Linked DNA regions of Rattus norvegicus: region 1 is linked to region 2. Evidence: chromatin contacts called from public Hi-C data. All regions are on one chromosome and are shown on one strand. The core of a region is the stretch at or near the end of the contact, and the rest is flanking DNA. Distances in the headings are between cores, read along the strand shown. Region 1 overlaps LOC100910945 (a long non-coding RNA gene). Region 2 holds the start of Slc25a16 (solute carrier family 25 member 16).

Evidence for each region. Hi-C and Micro-C count contacts between places; a contact is called where the count stands out from the background.
Region 1: a Hi-C map of mammary epithelial cells shows a contact between it and region 2, with 1.8 times the contacts expected there. The contact joins the enhancer-like site here to the promoter of Slc25a16 in region 2. A contact is called at or near these places in 2 of 12 Hi-C or Micro-C datasets (mammary epithelial cells and prefrontal cortex).

What each region holds. Positions count from the first base shown.
Region 1 is chr20:25,756,403-25,763,212 of GRCr8, forward strand. LOC100910945 (a long non-coding RNA gene) reads right to left here. Exons shown (of 3, transcript NR_131086.1): 3 at 6,797-6,810. Among named protein-coding and RNA genes, the nearest start is that of Tet1, 7.0 kb to the right of the region's middle. Within about 2 kb of position 4,054, at least 22 of the 93 cell types and tissues checked have an H3K27ac peak or open chromatin away from gene starts, as enhancers often do.
Region 2 is chr20:25,709,070-25,716,327 of GRCr8, forward strand. Slc25a16 (solute carrier family 25 member 16) reads right to left here and starts at 5,938. Exons shown (of 9, transcript NM_001100860.2): 1 at 5,741-5,938. The coding sequence starts at 5,870. LOC120099058 (small nucleolar RNA SNORA70) reads left to right here and starts at 3,757; the gene lies at 3,757-3,892.

The DNA.
Region 1 (6,810 bases), core at 2,804-5,303, 45 kb after region 2:
ATTCTCCAAATATGTAAACTAGTATAGAAAATTCTTTCCCAAACAAGGTGATTTATGAGTGGGGAAGTGACTTAGTGGCAGGTTATTTCCTTAAGGTACCAGCTATACTGCAAAAGAAACCAGAAAGACCAAGTAAAACGTAACAATGAAAAGATACTTGAAGTTATTTAAAAGTATCCAATTGTAGCAAGTGGTGGTGGAGCTCGCTGGAGCCATGTTAGCAAGGCCTGCCTGGTGTATACAGGGAATTCAGGCCAACTACCACTACACAGGGAGACCTTGTACCGCCCCCCAAAATAAAAATACAAACGAAAACCCAAGACAACACAGACTCCCAAAACAAACACCCCCCAAAACAAACCCAAAGCAAACAGACAAAAAAACCTTATGAATTGGCTAGCAGAACTAGCGATATTTCTAGAGGTGGCAGAGAAATAAGGTCTGTAACAATTTGAGTGTGAGCATATATGCCTTGGAAGTATGATTAGGATCTGAGTTCAAATCCTACCACACCCATGGTGATGGCTAGGTTTGGTATTAAAGCCTTGTAGTAATAGTAATATTCATGGCAGACATGTTGGTGCATGCTTTTTTTTTTTTTTTGGAGCTGGGGACCGAACCCAGGGCCTTGCACTGAGCTAAATCCCCAACCCCTGGTGCATGCTTTTAATTCTTGCATTTTAATCCCAGGCATAGAGGTGGCTCTCCAGGCCAATCTATTCAGTGAGTTAGCCAGCTAACTCTGCAAAGGGAGACCCCATCTCAAAACTTACGAAGCACAGGGGAAACATAGAAAGTATCACTGAACATCAGTTCTATAACCTGAGCTTTTCTGGAGTCTTAGATGAAGCATCCTAGAGAGGCAAGCCGTCCTAGAAAACACAAGAAGACTCCATCATCTAAAAGTAAGATAAGCCAGGCAGTGATGACCCAGGCCTTTGATCCCAGGAGGCAGAAGCAGGCAGATCTCTGAGTTTGAGGCTAGCCTGATCTACAGAGTTCCAGGACAGCAAGGGCTACACAGAGAAAAACCAAAAAGTAAAACAAAACAAAACAAAACAAAAAACCCATAAAAATAAAAATAAAAACATTCCTATGAGCAACTGGAGAGATGTCTCAGCAGTTAAGAGTACTATTGGCTGCTCTTCCAGAGGTCCTGAGTTCAAATGCCAGCAACCACATGGTACATGGTGGCTCACAACCATGTGCAGTGGGATCCAATGCCCTCTTCTGGTGTGTCTGAAGACAACAACCGTGCACTCATATACATAAAATGAAGCGTATTAAAAAAACTCCTCTGAGGATGAGCTGGGTGGATCTCTGTCTGTGTCCAGAATACGATACCATTTTATGCAAGACTTGAGTATCTTCTAAGGGTCTTGGAACAGTCCCTGGCAGATAAGACTGACTGCATAGCATACTACCCAGTACTGGTACATTGCCAGGGTTGGGGAAAACTCCACACGTCTGGATGCAGACTGTTCAGTTCTGAGATGTGAGTAGAGAAACAAAAACATGTTGGTGGTTTCCTTCATTTGACAGGAAACATTAGAAAAATCCCAGCTCTGGGCGACCTATTGTAAATGGAGCAGTAACTTCCTTTATGTTTTATTATTATTTTTTAATCTTTGGATACATGGCCTTTAGCACTCAGTCCTGCTTTGTCCTTCTCAAGTGCAGGTATTAAGCCTTGGCTTCCCTGGGATTTTTAAATTTGTATTTCTGCCACTTATGAAAAATTGTGGAAGTCAGTTCTCCACAGCTTGGGTTCCAAGGATCAAACTCAGATCTTTACACTTGGGTCAAAGGCACTTATAATCTGACCAATCTCAAAGGCCCAACTTAAGCTTTTTATTCTTTTTTTTTTTTTTTTTTTTTGGTTCTTTTTTTTCGGAGCTGGGGACCGAACCCAGGGCCTTGTGCTTCCTAGGCAAGCGCTCTACCACTGAGCTAAATCCCCAACCCCTTTATTCTTTTTTAAAAAATTAAATTTATTTACATTTCAAATGTTACCTTTTTTTAAAATTAAAGAAAAAAATGCTTCCTTTAAGACATCATCTCACTCTAAAAAGGCTGTCTTGGAAACGAGATTTACCTGAGTTTGCCATAATGTTTGCCTTATCTGTCTAATCACCAATATTCATCACCAATATTCCTAGCACTTTATAGGTAGGGAAGGAGAATTGGTTCAAAGTCATCCAACTTAAGGCTAGCCAAAAAGAAAGGGAAAGAAAGGGAGAGAGAGAGAGAGAGAGAGAGAGAGAGAGAGAGAGAGAGAGAGAGAAAGAGTGTGTGTGTGTGTGTGTGTGTGTGTGTGTGTGTGTGTGTGTCTGGTTTTCTTTTTTCTTCTGTGAAGATTAAATTGGGGTCTCAGTCTTCACCACTGAGCAGAACTCAACAAGAATTGCATTTCTGACTTCCAATCATGTTACTTTTTAATCCCAGCACTCCGAAGGCTGTGGCAGGAAGAGTCCTGCCTTTGAGGGCAGCCTGGGCTACACAGACACTCCCCCCCCCCCCCCCCCCCCGGAGCTGGGGACCGAACCCAGGGCCTTGCGCTAGCTCGCTAGGCAAGCGCTCTACCGCTGAGCTAAATCCCCAACCCCCCAGACACTGTTTTAAAAGCAAAACAAAGTCCTTATAGTTGGTTCCTAGTCAAGAATTAATTTAAACGATTTATTTAGGGTGTAAGGTTGACAGTTTGGGACTATTTCCCCTAACAATCTAGGGACGCTAACTGCTCATAACACTGCAATTCAATCCAGTACAGTTAAAGGCTTAGATTCCCTTGTCTAAGAGCAGACTTGTGGAATAAGAGACAGCTATCTTTTGTTGGGATATGCCTAGTTAGCGGCAGGTTCAAGCCTCAGGGTCGGAATTTCCCTTACTGCATTTTCATTTCCTATAAAGTGATTATTATCACTAATGAGTCCGCGGTCAGTGACTAATAAAAATAAAAATATAGAAGATAAGCATGGCTTATCTGGTTTCTCTTTGGTCTTGAAGTTGGTTTGACACCGCTCAGGCTCAGGTAAGGCTTCAGGATGTTCCTTCACCTGGAAGACCCATCTCGCTTCTGGAAACATTCTTTTTAGAGATACTCTTACTCCCATCACGAAAGACATGGTGGCCTGTAGATTTCAACACTCGACTTTAACCTAATCTAAAGGGGAGGGAGTGGGGACTGAATTTTGGGAAAGGGTAGGAAGGAGTGGACAGAAGGGTCGAGAGGAGTCCGGCTCCGATTTGGGAAAATCCAGCTCGCGTTTTGCCTCTCGCTCAGCGGTACAGGGTCCAGCAAAGGCTGAGCCCCAACTATACTCCTTAAGGTCTGTACTGGGAGACGCCGCTGCTCTAGGGGGGTTGCGGGCACTGACCTGGCCGGGAGTACCCGCGCACTACGCTCGTGGGACACTGTGCACACTACAACTGGTGTGTACAACCCCGGGGTCTGTACTCGCCCCTGGACGCCCTCTCCCTCCGTAGCCATGCACCTCTACCTGGCTCTCCAACGGGGACATTTGCGGAGTAGCTCCCCACCCCGGGTGCTTGGGCCCTGACCGTGCCGGATGGTAAGTGTCCATCCTAGGCCCGCCCGAACTCCTTGGCGCATGCCGCAGCCCCAGGCTCCAAAGTTACGCGGACGAAGACCAGCTGGAAAGTTTGCTCAAGGGTTGGTGCAGGCTTGGAGCAGGGGCAACCCGCGCTGCTCTCGGATCCAGAGGCGGCTTAGGGTGAGCTGGGGCTGCAGCAAAGAGCAGGGGTGCTGGGAGAGGGCGCTACTCTGCGACGGGACCGGGTTGGGGGGCGGATCTCTCCTGGGCTGGGACTATGCACCCAGCGATGCTGGCTGAAGACTCGTGCGAGCCAACTCCGCGCCGCGACCCCCTACCCCGGACCGCTCCCGGTATTTTGTGGCGGGTGGCTAACAAAGATCCCGGCGGGGAACCTTACAGCAATCCGCAGAAAGCTTAGCTTTCGCTCGGAACGGTTCGCATGGGGAGCCCCAGACTCGGGATCTACTGGAAATCCTGCAGGGAAACGCATGTGTGGCCTCTGGGAGGTCCCTGGTCAGGAGTTCTCAGAGCCAGCCACTTTGAGAAAGTCCTGGTGTCTTAGCCTGAAGGGAGGAGAGAGCTTTCGCTAGCTGCGAGTGGAGAGTGAGAGCTGTCGCGTGCAGAAGTGTCTCCCGCGTTCGATCAAACCCCATCCTCCGCGGAGGAACCCTAGGGAGAGGGGTTGCTGAGGTTCCTCTTTGGGAGTACAGGCGACCAGGAGGTCTGGGGATGGCTGGCCCGAAATTGGGAGGTTCTAGAAGAAGCAAGAACAGGGGAAGTAGGATGTGTTGCCAGTGAGTTCTGCGAAAGCCTTTGGAGTGCCACTGGCTGGGTCTGGGATCCTAAAGAGGGAACTGAGTGAGGTTGTCTGTGTGCGCGCAGCGGCCGAGTGCCTAAGCTTGCTCGTGCTGCACGTGAGCTTCGGGCCCCCGCCAGGACTGAAGTGACCACCGCCTACTCCGCGGGGCAAGGAAGCAAATCTCCCTTTCTCCGGAGGGGTGTTCTTGCCTATTGATAATCCCAGCGCTGGGGAGGCAAAGGCAGATAGATCTCCGTGAGTTACAGGACAGCCAGGGTTGCGTAGTGAGACCAGTCTCAAAGACGAAAAAGCAACTTCCCTTTCTCTTACTCTCTCACTCACCACCAGTGTTCGCTCACAGGACTGGGTCAGGAAAGAATTGTCCTGCTCCAGTTACCCTTAATGAACTGAACTGGGTCCGTTTCTGATCCAATAAAATTAATGTGACTCCAAGAAAAAACTTACTGTTGGAGCAAGAGTAAGAATTCCCAGCCTCCCCCAACCCCCACAACTCTTTCCAAGTGAACCTTAGTCCCCAGGGGCTTTAAATGAGCTTCATTTTACCTCCTTAATGACTGGTTAGTGAAGAAATGTTTGCAAGACTTTCCAGACCTTGGGGCGAGGAAATGACTAGCACACGAGGTTGGTTTGGTGGGGAGCTGCATGCGCACCCCCATGGATTGCAGTATGGGGCGCCATAGAGCAGCCCATCCCCTCAGGTGTTGGTTTCTTTAGGCAAAAACAATTTAGAAATATGCTTAACTACACACAATTGAATATAGTTAATTAGGTATTTATGACTACAGAGAAGCTTAATGCTTGCAGACCAGCCGCTGTCTGTTTTAAAGAATTTAACTGCGGTAAGGTGTTATTCTACTCTAGGCTGACTTGACCCTTACTGCCAGAAAGTGGCCTTGAATTTATGACTACTCCAGCTTCAGTCTCCTGAATATTGGGATTACAGATATGCACTCTCCACCTGGTATTCCGGTATCCCTCTGTTGACCTCCCGGTGATACTCCTGCCTCACTCAGTCTGAGTTCCTAGATTATGTGATTGCAGATCTTGATTGACTACATAGGGGAATGCCCATGTTTTCATTTCTCCAATTAAGAGGTTTTAATTGGGGTCTTTTTAAAATAAACATTTGGAGGAATAGGATACAGTCTTTAGTAGGCTGGACTTAACAACTGTAGCACTCAACATTTTAATGAGTTAACTATTGCTCTCCGCAGAAGGGGTGGGTCAGAGGTTTGGAGACACCCTCCTCACCCTTTGTGTCTTCCTTATCTAGTTTCTTCCCCTCCCCCACCTTCTGGACACATCCTGTCTCCTTCATTTCTTTTTCCTCTTTGTCCTTAAAAAAAAATTTTTTTTTAAACCTGTAGGTCATTTGATTCTCCTTCCCCCACCCGACCTCGGCTCTCATCGTCTCGGTTGTCTTTTAACTCCTTACATTGTTCCTGTGAATTCTTGACTTTGCTCAGTCATTTGGATTTCTATCATTTCACCTGTAAAAATGTATAAAATACTGTTCCTTGGCCTTTTGCTGTTCTTACATGGTCTGGCTTTTGGAAGAGCCTTTTAACCTCCGTTTTCCCCTGTTCTTTTCCATTATTTGTGTCCCCCACACCCCGCTCTGTGGGGTGTCGGGTGTTTTACATATGGAAGGAGCCAGCTTTCTGCTGCATTTCCCTGAGCAGCCTCTCAGTGTGCCCCAAGCTTTCACACTTCCTGAGGTAGTGAACTGTCTAGGAACAGCCGGCAATTGCTGTCCCCCCACCCCCTTCCTTTCGATGAAGAACCTAGTTGTAGGGAAACCAAGCCTGGTGGCAATTTTTTCAGAAAATGCTTTTAAGTCTTGTTTTTGTCTTTTGTTTTGTTTTTGCTTTTGTTTGTCCCCCCCCCCCCCCAGGAAAGCCTTTAAATTCTCTGGACCTGAAGTCAGTTTGCAAGTAGCTTTAGGCATGCAAATGACACTTGAGCACTGGTGGTAGCAGGAAAGATTGCAATGTTATTTCAAATTGTCGTGGTTTACTTAAAATAAGTGCAGCAGCTCAGGGGACTTCCAGAGATACAGAGAGAGGAGAGATACAGAGAGGGAGAGGAAGTCCCTGGATGGTGCCATCAATACTTTAATTTACGGACAACAGGTATTGGAAGCTAGCCTTTCATTTTTTAGATAAAGTGAATAAAAACTTATTTTTTATTTGCATACTTTGGTTTTTAAAGTTTTCATTACACTACTTAGTGTGCACACTACTGTGTACCAGTGTACTATGCATGCATTGTGCATGTACTATGCGTGTATGAACTGCTGGTGTTTGGAGGTCAGAGGACAGTTTATAGGAGTCATGTGTGTTCTACAAATCAAATGAAGGTTTTCAGACTTGGTTTCCCGAGACTTTACTCTGCTGGATTTTATAAAACAAAAATTTCCTTTTTTTTTCTTTT
Region 2 (7,258 bases), core at 4,688-7,187:
GTAAGCGCTCTACCACTGAGCTAAATCCCCAACTAACTTTTTTTTTTTTTTTGGTCCTTTTTCTTTTTTTTTTTTTTTTTTTTTTTTTTTTCCGGAGCTGGGGACTGAACCCAGGGCTTTGCGCTCGCTAGGCAAGCGCTCTACCACTGAGCTAAATCCCCAACCCTGTGCCATCTCTTCCAAAAGGGAAATCATCACGGGTGCAGTCAGAACACCAACTACGGTTCAGTTTGGTCTCCATGGGGAGAAGTACTGAGTAATAAATAGGTTCTGTAGATCAATGGTCCTGTTCCCTGTAACTTAGGCAATTTCTAAGCAATGTAATACCCAATGATGGATGTAAGACCCAATGATGGATGAACAGAGGGCAATTTAACCCAACTAGGAAGTTCCATTTAAAACTCTCTTCTAGAAATGCTTTTCATTAAAACACCAACCTTTGCCTACAAAAGCAATCATTCCTTTACAATGCAGCAAGTATGCATTTGGTGCCTACTCTGTTGCAATGGTGGCCAGGTGTGCATGGAAGGAAGAGAATGCTTATAAGAAGTTCCCATAGAGGACTGAGCTGTTAGTCTACCAACAAGGATAGCTCTAAAATGACTGAATAAAGGACATGGCAGTTCCCACCAGCCTTTGGGAGGTTGAGACAAGAGAGCTCTGTGAGTTCTCATTGCTGCAGTTTCAGACTACCTTGAGCTACCGAGTGAGATTAGGTCTCAAAAAATTAAATGAGCATCAGCCCATGCCTTTAATCCCAGCACTTGAGAGGCAGAGGTAATCAGGTTATCTGTGAGTTAGGGGCTAACCTAGTCTATATAGTGAATTCCAGGACACCAGGGCTACAGGACTATAAAGAGACCTAGGCCCAGAAGAACAAAACTACAGAAAGAAATGAGAGCTAGTGAGATGGCTGTAGTAGCTTAAGATACTTGCTGTCAATCCTCATGACCTGAGTTTTGACCTGAGACCCACATTATGGAAAGAGTAAACCAATGCCCACAAGTTACCCTCTGACCTATACACATGCTCCACACCCACTCAAATAAATGTAATTTAAGAAATGTTAGGAAGCCGGTTGTGGTGGTGCATGCCTTTAGTCCTGGCACTCATGAGGTAGAGCCTGTGAGTTTGAGCCCCATCTGCTCTACACTTCAAGTTCCAATATAGCCAAGGCTACATAGTGATCCTGGTTCAAGAAAAGAGGAAAGAAAGGAGAGAAAAGAAAAGAACCTCAGGAGCTTGAGAGATGACTGGCAGTTAAGAACACTGGCTGTACTTCCAGAGGACCTGAGTTCAATTCCCAGCACCTACATAGCTACCCATAATGATCTGTAAATCCAATACCAGGGGATCCAATGGTCTCTTTGGCATCCATTGGCACTACCATATGGTGTGCAGACATACATACAAGTAAAACACCCATACACGAATGGAAAAATTATTTAATTTTAGCACACACACAAAAATAAGAAGGCTTCCCAACTAGAACCAGGAATAGGTTAAGTACTATAATATCAGCACTTGGGAGACAGAAGCAGGAGATCTGCCTCAGCTGCATATCAAGTTACAAGGCAGCCCAGACTACATGGGAGCCTGTTTCAAAACCCTACTACCACTACTCACTGCAAAACCTGAGGACTGGAATTTGGGTTTGAGTTCAAATCCCTTGTATCCATGTAAAACCTGGGCATGGTGACATCTGTCTGTAAACCCCAGCATTGGCAGTGGAGACCAGCAACACCAATCTCTGGGGCTCCCTGATCAGCCACCCTAGCCTAGCTAATCAGCAAGCTCCAGTGAAAAACTGCTTCAAAACCTCAGGGGTTTTGAAAACACAGTGCTGCATGTTTTAAATCTCGGCACGGGGGAAGCCAAGGCTGATAGATCTTGGTATGTTCTAGGTTATCCGAAGCTACATAGTAAGGCCTTGTGTGAATAGATGGGTGGTTAAGTGGGTAGAGATAGATAGATAGATAGATAGATAGATAGATAGATAGATAGATAGATAGATACATACATACATACATACATACATACATACATAGAAAGAAGATAGAAGATATAGATAAGAAAGAGAAAAAAGAAGGATGACACTGGTGGATCACACCTGTAATCCTAGTTCTCAGTCACTTGGGAGGCTGACACAAATCAACTGCAAGAGTTAGAGGTCATTCTGAGCTAAGTAGTTAAGTTCTAGGCCAGTCAGGACTACCCAGAGAGATCCCATTTCAGGAAAGAAAAAGAATAAGAAAAGAAAAACTTGAGTATTCACTTTGTAACAAGCACTAGGCTAAGAGATCTGACCATAGACACTGTGCTGAGATTATTACAGTCTCATTTAACCCTTTCAGTACTCTAACGTCACAGAGTCTGGTGGCACAGGCCTGTGATCCTACCTACTGGAGAGGCTGAGCGGAAGGATTCCAAGCTTAGAGCTTGCCTGTGCAACAGGGCAAGTGCAAGGCTACCGCGGGCAACTTAGTGAGAGTGAACATGAGCGAAAGGGCTGGGAGGCTGGGCTGCTCTTGCAGAGGACTGGTATATTGTGGCTCACAACCACCTGTAATTCTAGTTCCACAGTATTGAGCAACCTCTTCTGCCTGTGGGCACCAGGGCTGCACAGGGCACATATAAATACATACATACACGCAGGAAAACACACATAAAAACTAAATAAGTAATTATTTTTTAAAAAGGAAAGAGAAGAGGAAGCAGCAGCAGGAACAGCAAAGCAGGGTGTGGTGGCCACATCGGACTGAGACCTGGCATGAAGAAAGCAGAGGCAGGGGTCTGAGGGATTCACAGTCCCCTTCAAGTATATACTAAGTTGGAGGCCACCATGTGACACATGAGAGTCTGTCTTAAAAAACTCTAGCTGGGGAGTTCAATTCCCAGCAACCACATGGTGGCTCACAACTATCTGTAATGAGATCTGATGCCCTCCTCTGGTGTGTCTGAAGACAGTGACAGTGTACTCATATATAAATAAATAAATAAATCTTTTTAAAAATTTTTAATTAAAAAAAAACTATCTCCCTGGTCTGGCAAGATGGCTCAGCACACATGTAAAGGCACTTGTCTTCAAGTCTGAAGCTCTCAGTTCAGTCCTCAAGATCCACCTGGTGGAAACAGAGAATTACTCCAACAAGATAGCCTCTGACCTCCACACATGCTTGGCATGCCTGTGCCCACAACCATGCATACAATAAACAAACAATCAAGCAAGCAAATGTAATTTGTTAAATGTTAGTATCTTGTGTGTATGAGTGATTTGCCTGTAGGTATCTTTGTGTAACATACGTATGCCTGGTACCTGCTAAGGTCCGAGGAGAGCTGGATCCCCTGGGACTGCACTTAACAAACATTTGTAGTGTCAGGAAAGTGCCGGGAATCAAACCTAGCTGTTCAACACGAGCAACAAGTGCTCAAACTGCTGAGCCAACTCCTCAGATCCCCGAAATTATTTTTTAAAGGCAGGATCTGGCAAGATGGCCTAGTGGGGCACAATGTTTGCCACCAAGCCTAAGGACATGAGTAGGATTCCCAGGGCCCACAGTTGACAAGAGAGAACTGACACTTTATCCTCTAAGTTCCACATGAGAGTGTGATAGGTACACACAGGCGCACAGAGGTTAAGTTTTAAGTAAGTAAAAAGTACGTTATGTCCCATTCCCAAAAAAGTGCTGGGCATGGTGGCACATACCTATGAGCCCAGGACTAGACTGTGGAGGCAGAAATGGGAGCATTGGGAGTTTAAAATTAGCCTCAGCCAATCAGGTTCCTTCTTCATAGGGATCTGGTGATACAATGGCTGCCAAGAACAAAATCCTTGATAGTGTATGCAGCCTGTTCCATGCCTGAGTTCCCCTTAGAGACCTTCAAAACAGTCTTCTAATGGATACTGGTATCTCTGAGCCCAACCAACCTAGGGTCCCCCCCCCCCAAAAAAAATAGACAAAGTGCCTTTGGGAAAGCCAGGCAGAGTGGCAAGGGCTCATGCAGTGGTTTGAATGAGAATGAGCCCCCTAGTATCATATTCTTAAATACTTGGTCCCTGATTGGTGGAACTGCTTAGGAAGGATAGGGAGGTGCAGCCTTGTGGAGAAGGTGGGTCACTGGGAGTAGGTTTTAAGTTTCAAAAGACTTCCACTAGTGTGTCTTTCTGTGCCTTCTGCTTGCTGACCAGATGTGAGTTCTCAGCCATGGCTTTGCTCTGCCGTCATGGACTCTAATACAAAGCCCAATTAAACATTTTTTTTTTGAGATAGGGTCTCTATATCTAGCTCTGGCTGTCCTGGAACTTGCTCTACAGACCAGGCTGGTATTGAACTCACAGAGATCTACCTTCCTCTGCCCCCAAAGTGCTGGGATTAAAGGAGTGGGCCAGCACACCCAGCTGACAGATCTTTCATTTTCTGATATATATATATATATATATATATATATATATATGTCTAGATATATATCTAGATATACATATATATGAAGGTCAAAGTAGGCAACTAGGGGTGTTCCAGTAATGTAACATATATATATATATATATGTATATATATATGTGTGTGTATGTATATGTATATGTGTGCATATATATATATATATATATATATATATATATATATATATATATATATATATATATATCTCCCCTAAGACAGAGTTTCTCAGTGTAGCTGTGACTGTCCTGGTTGTAGACCAGGTTGACCTGGAGCTTATGTAGATTCACCTGCCTCTGCCTCCAGAGTGCTGGGACTAAGAAATGTCTTTTTAATCTGCAGAAGAAAATAATTACATTCCCAGCACAGCTGATGCTATGACACTATCTTTTTATTGCCAGTCATAAATAGTTAAGTAATGGCAACTCAAATAATCAATCATTGTGAGGAGAGGGCGGTTAAGAGATACAACCATCTGCATACAGAAAGGGGGAGGAAACCTGAGACATGTAAACCAGATAGATGGTCATGAACCCACAAACCACAGCACTACTTTTTCAAGCAACTGCAAGCTTGTTTACCACAATTCCTGGAACCAGTTTTGGTTGTAGGCAGTTTGCACAATACCCTTAGTCATTTTATTTTGTTTTTGAGACAGGGTATCACTATGCATTCCTGGCTTGCCTGGAACTTGCTATGTAAACCAGGTTGATCTCAAACTCAAGATCTGCCTGCCTCTGCATCCCCGGTGCTGCAATTCAAGGCATGTTCCACCATGTTCAGTTCATATCCTAGTCTAGTTTTCAAAGTTAGCCTCCAGAGATGGACTGCGGCATGTGCCTGTAATTCCAGCACTTACTTGGGATGTAGAGACAAGAGAATCAGGAGTTTAAAGCCAGAGTCAACTACATAAAGGAGTTTGAGGTCGGGGCTACATGACAATTTCTCATATCATTATACTCGTGCGCGCGCGCGAAGGAGGCACAAGCCCAAGTTAGCCTCTACCTCCAATATTTGTTTTCTTTTTAAGCAAACAGCAAAATCCAATCCTAAACTGTCACTCAGGTCGTTGGTAACAGAAAGGAGTGGTGCCCACCATGTCCCACCTAAAGGATCCTTTTTTCGACCTTTGGGAAAAGGTGCTTGGTTCAGCAGAGGGATTAACCCCGGCTGCAGCGGCTGAAGTAAAGACCCGGCTGGGCGCTGCAGCAGAAGCCCGGGACTGTCACGGCGGCTGCTGGCTCTGACTGGCCTGCGGCTGGCTTCACCACCCAACTCCAGGATCCCAGCGGTGAACACCTACCTCCGGCTAAGAAGGAACGCAGCCAGTAGAAGTCTCGGCGAGAGGTCGGGCCCCCGCTCCCCGCCGCCTGCGGCACCGCGGGTGGAGGCTCGGCCGCCGCCAGGGCCGCTGCAGCCACCAGGGCCGCCATCCGGACCTGCGCCACGTCCCGAGCCTCCGCTGCCAACTTACAAAACACTAGGAAGCACCATGGCTGTTGCCGGCTCTGACAGGAGCCGAGCTGCCGCGCGGGCGGGGCTAAATGATGCCCGTGGCGCGGCGGCACGGAATGATGACGCACGCGGCCGCAGTTGAGTCCAGGCCTAGAGAGCAAGACGGAAGTGGGCGTCACCCAGGGGATCTGGGACGCTCAAGGTTCCGATGTTTGCGATGAAGGTTTGTGAGCCTCTTTAGCCAGACTAGTTTGTTCAGGCTTGCAGTCTCAGCGAGTCTGGTGGAGGTCAATGGAGATCAAGGCCCGTCTGAGCTACGTAACTCATGCCTGTAATCCCAGCACTCAGGATTCTGAAGCAGGGGGATCACCTCCAGCTGAAGGCCAACCTGGATATCATAGTGAGTTCCGGACTGGCCCGGGCTGCTGAAAGAGACTGTGTCAAAATAAAAGGCTAGTCAAGCTAGCTGGCTCAACGGGTGAAGGCACTTGCCACTAGGCTGGACGATCTGAGTTGTCTCCAGACCCGGCCTAGTTGAAAAGTTATTCTTAGACCTCCATACATGCACCTTGGCAGCGCATACGCACACGAGGGTGTGCACACACACAAACACATTATAATAAATGTTAAGAGCTGGAGAGATGGCTTAGCAATTAAGAGCACTCTTTCAGAATATCTGGGTTTGGTTCTCGTGTGTGTGTGTGTGTGTGTGTGTGTGTGTGTGTGTGTGTGTGTCCCTGGCATTAACACAAGCAGCTCAGCTTTACCCTTCTGATCCATCCCATCTTCTACTAGTCATATCTCAGTCCATCTCACACAATAAATTCTTCTTTAACCTGATAACTCTCTTTTATTTCTTTCCTCCTCTCTCCCTGCCTTTCTCCGGGCCGGCTATGGAGACTTGGCTTGTTTAGAGGTTCTTGCAGAGTGACAGAGCTATTCCCACACCCTTTATCGAAGATCCACCCTCCTCTCTTAGGTCATCCTCTTTGACCAAATAGGCATGTAGCTCTGGAAGGCATGTATATGGAGTGGGAAGAGGGGAGGAGACACTCACATAGCCAACCAGATCAACTGGTTGATCAACCAGATCAGTGGGGTGACATGGTGCAGCCACAACACCCTCACACCCTTGACCTAGTACTAAAGACTAAATATGGCCCAGACACTTCTGCCTCAACTCTGCATGTGCTAAGAGTACAGGATTTTACCACCACTCCTGGGGTGCTCTCTGTCTCTGTGGGGAGAGGGGGATAAAAGAGACTGGGAATCCATTGACCTCAGCGCTCAGAGCTTATCAAATGCTAGGCAGACACTTTACCCCATTTGTAACTGACATCTAGGTTACCAACATTTGAACTCCCAA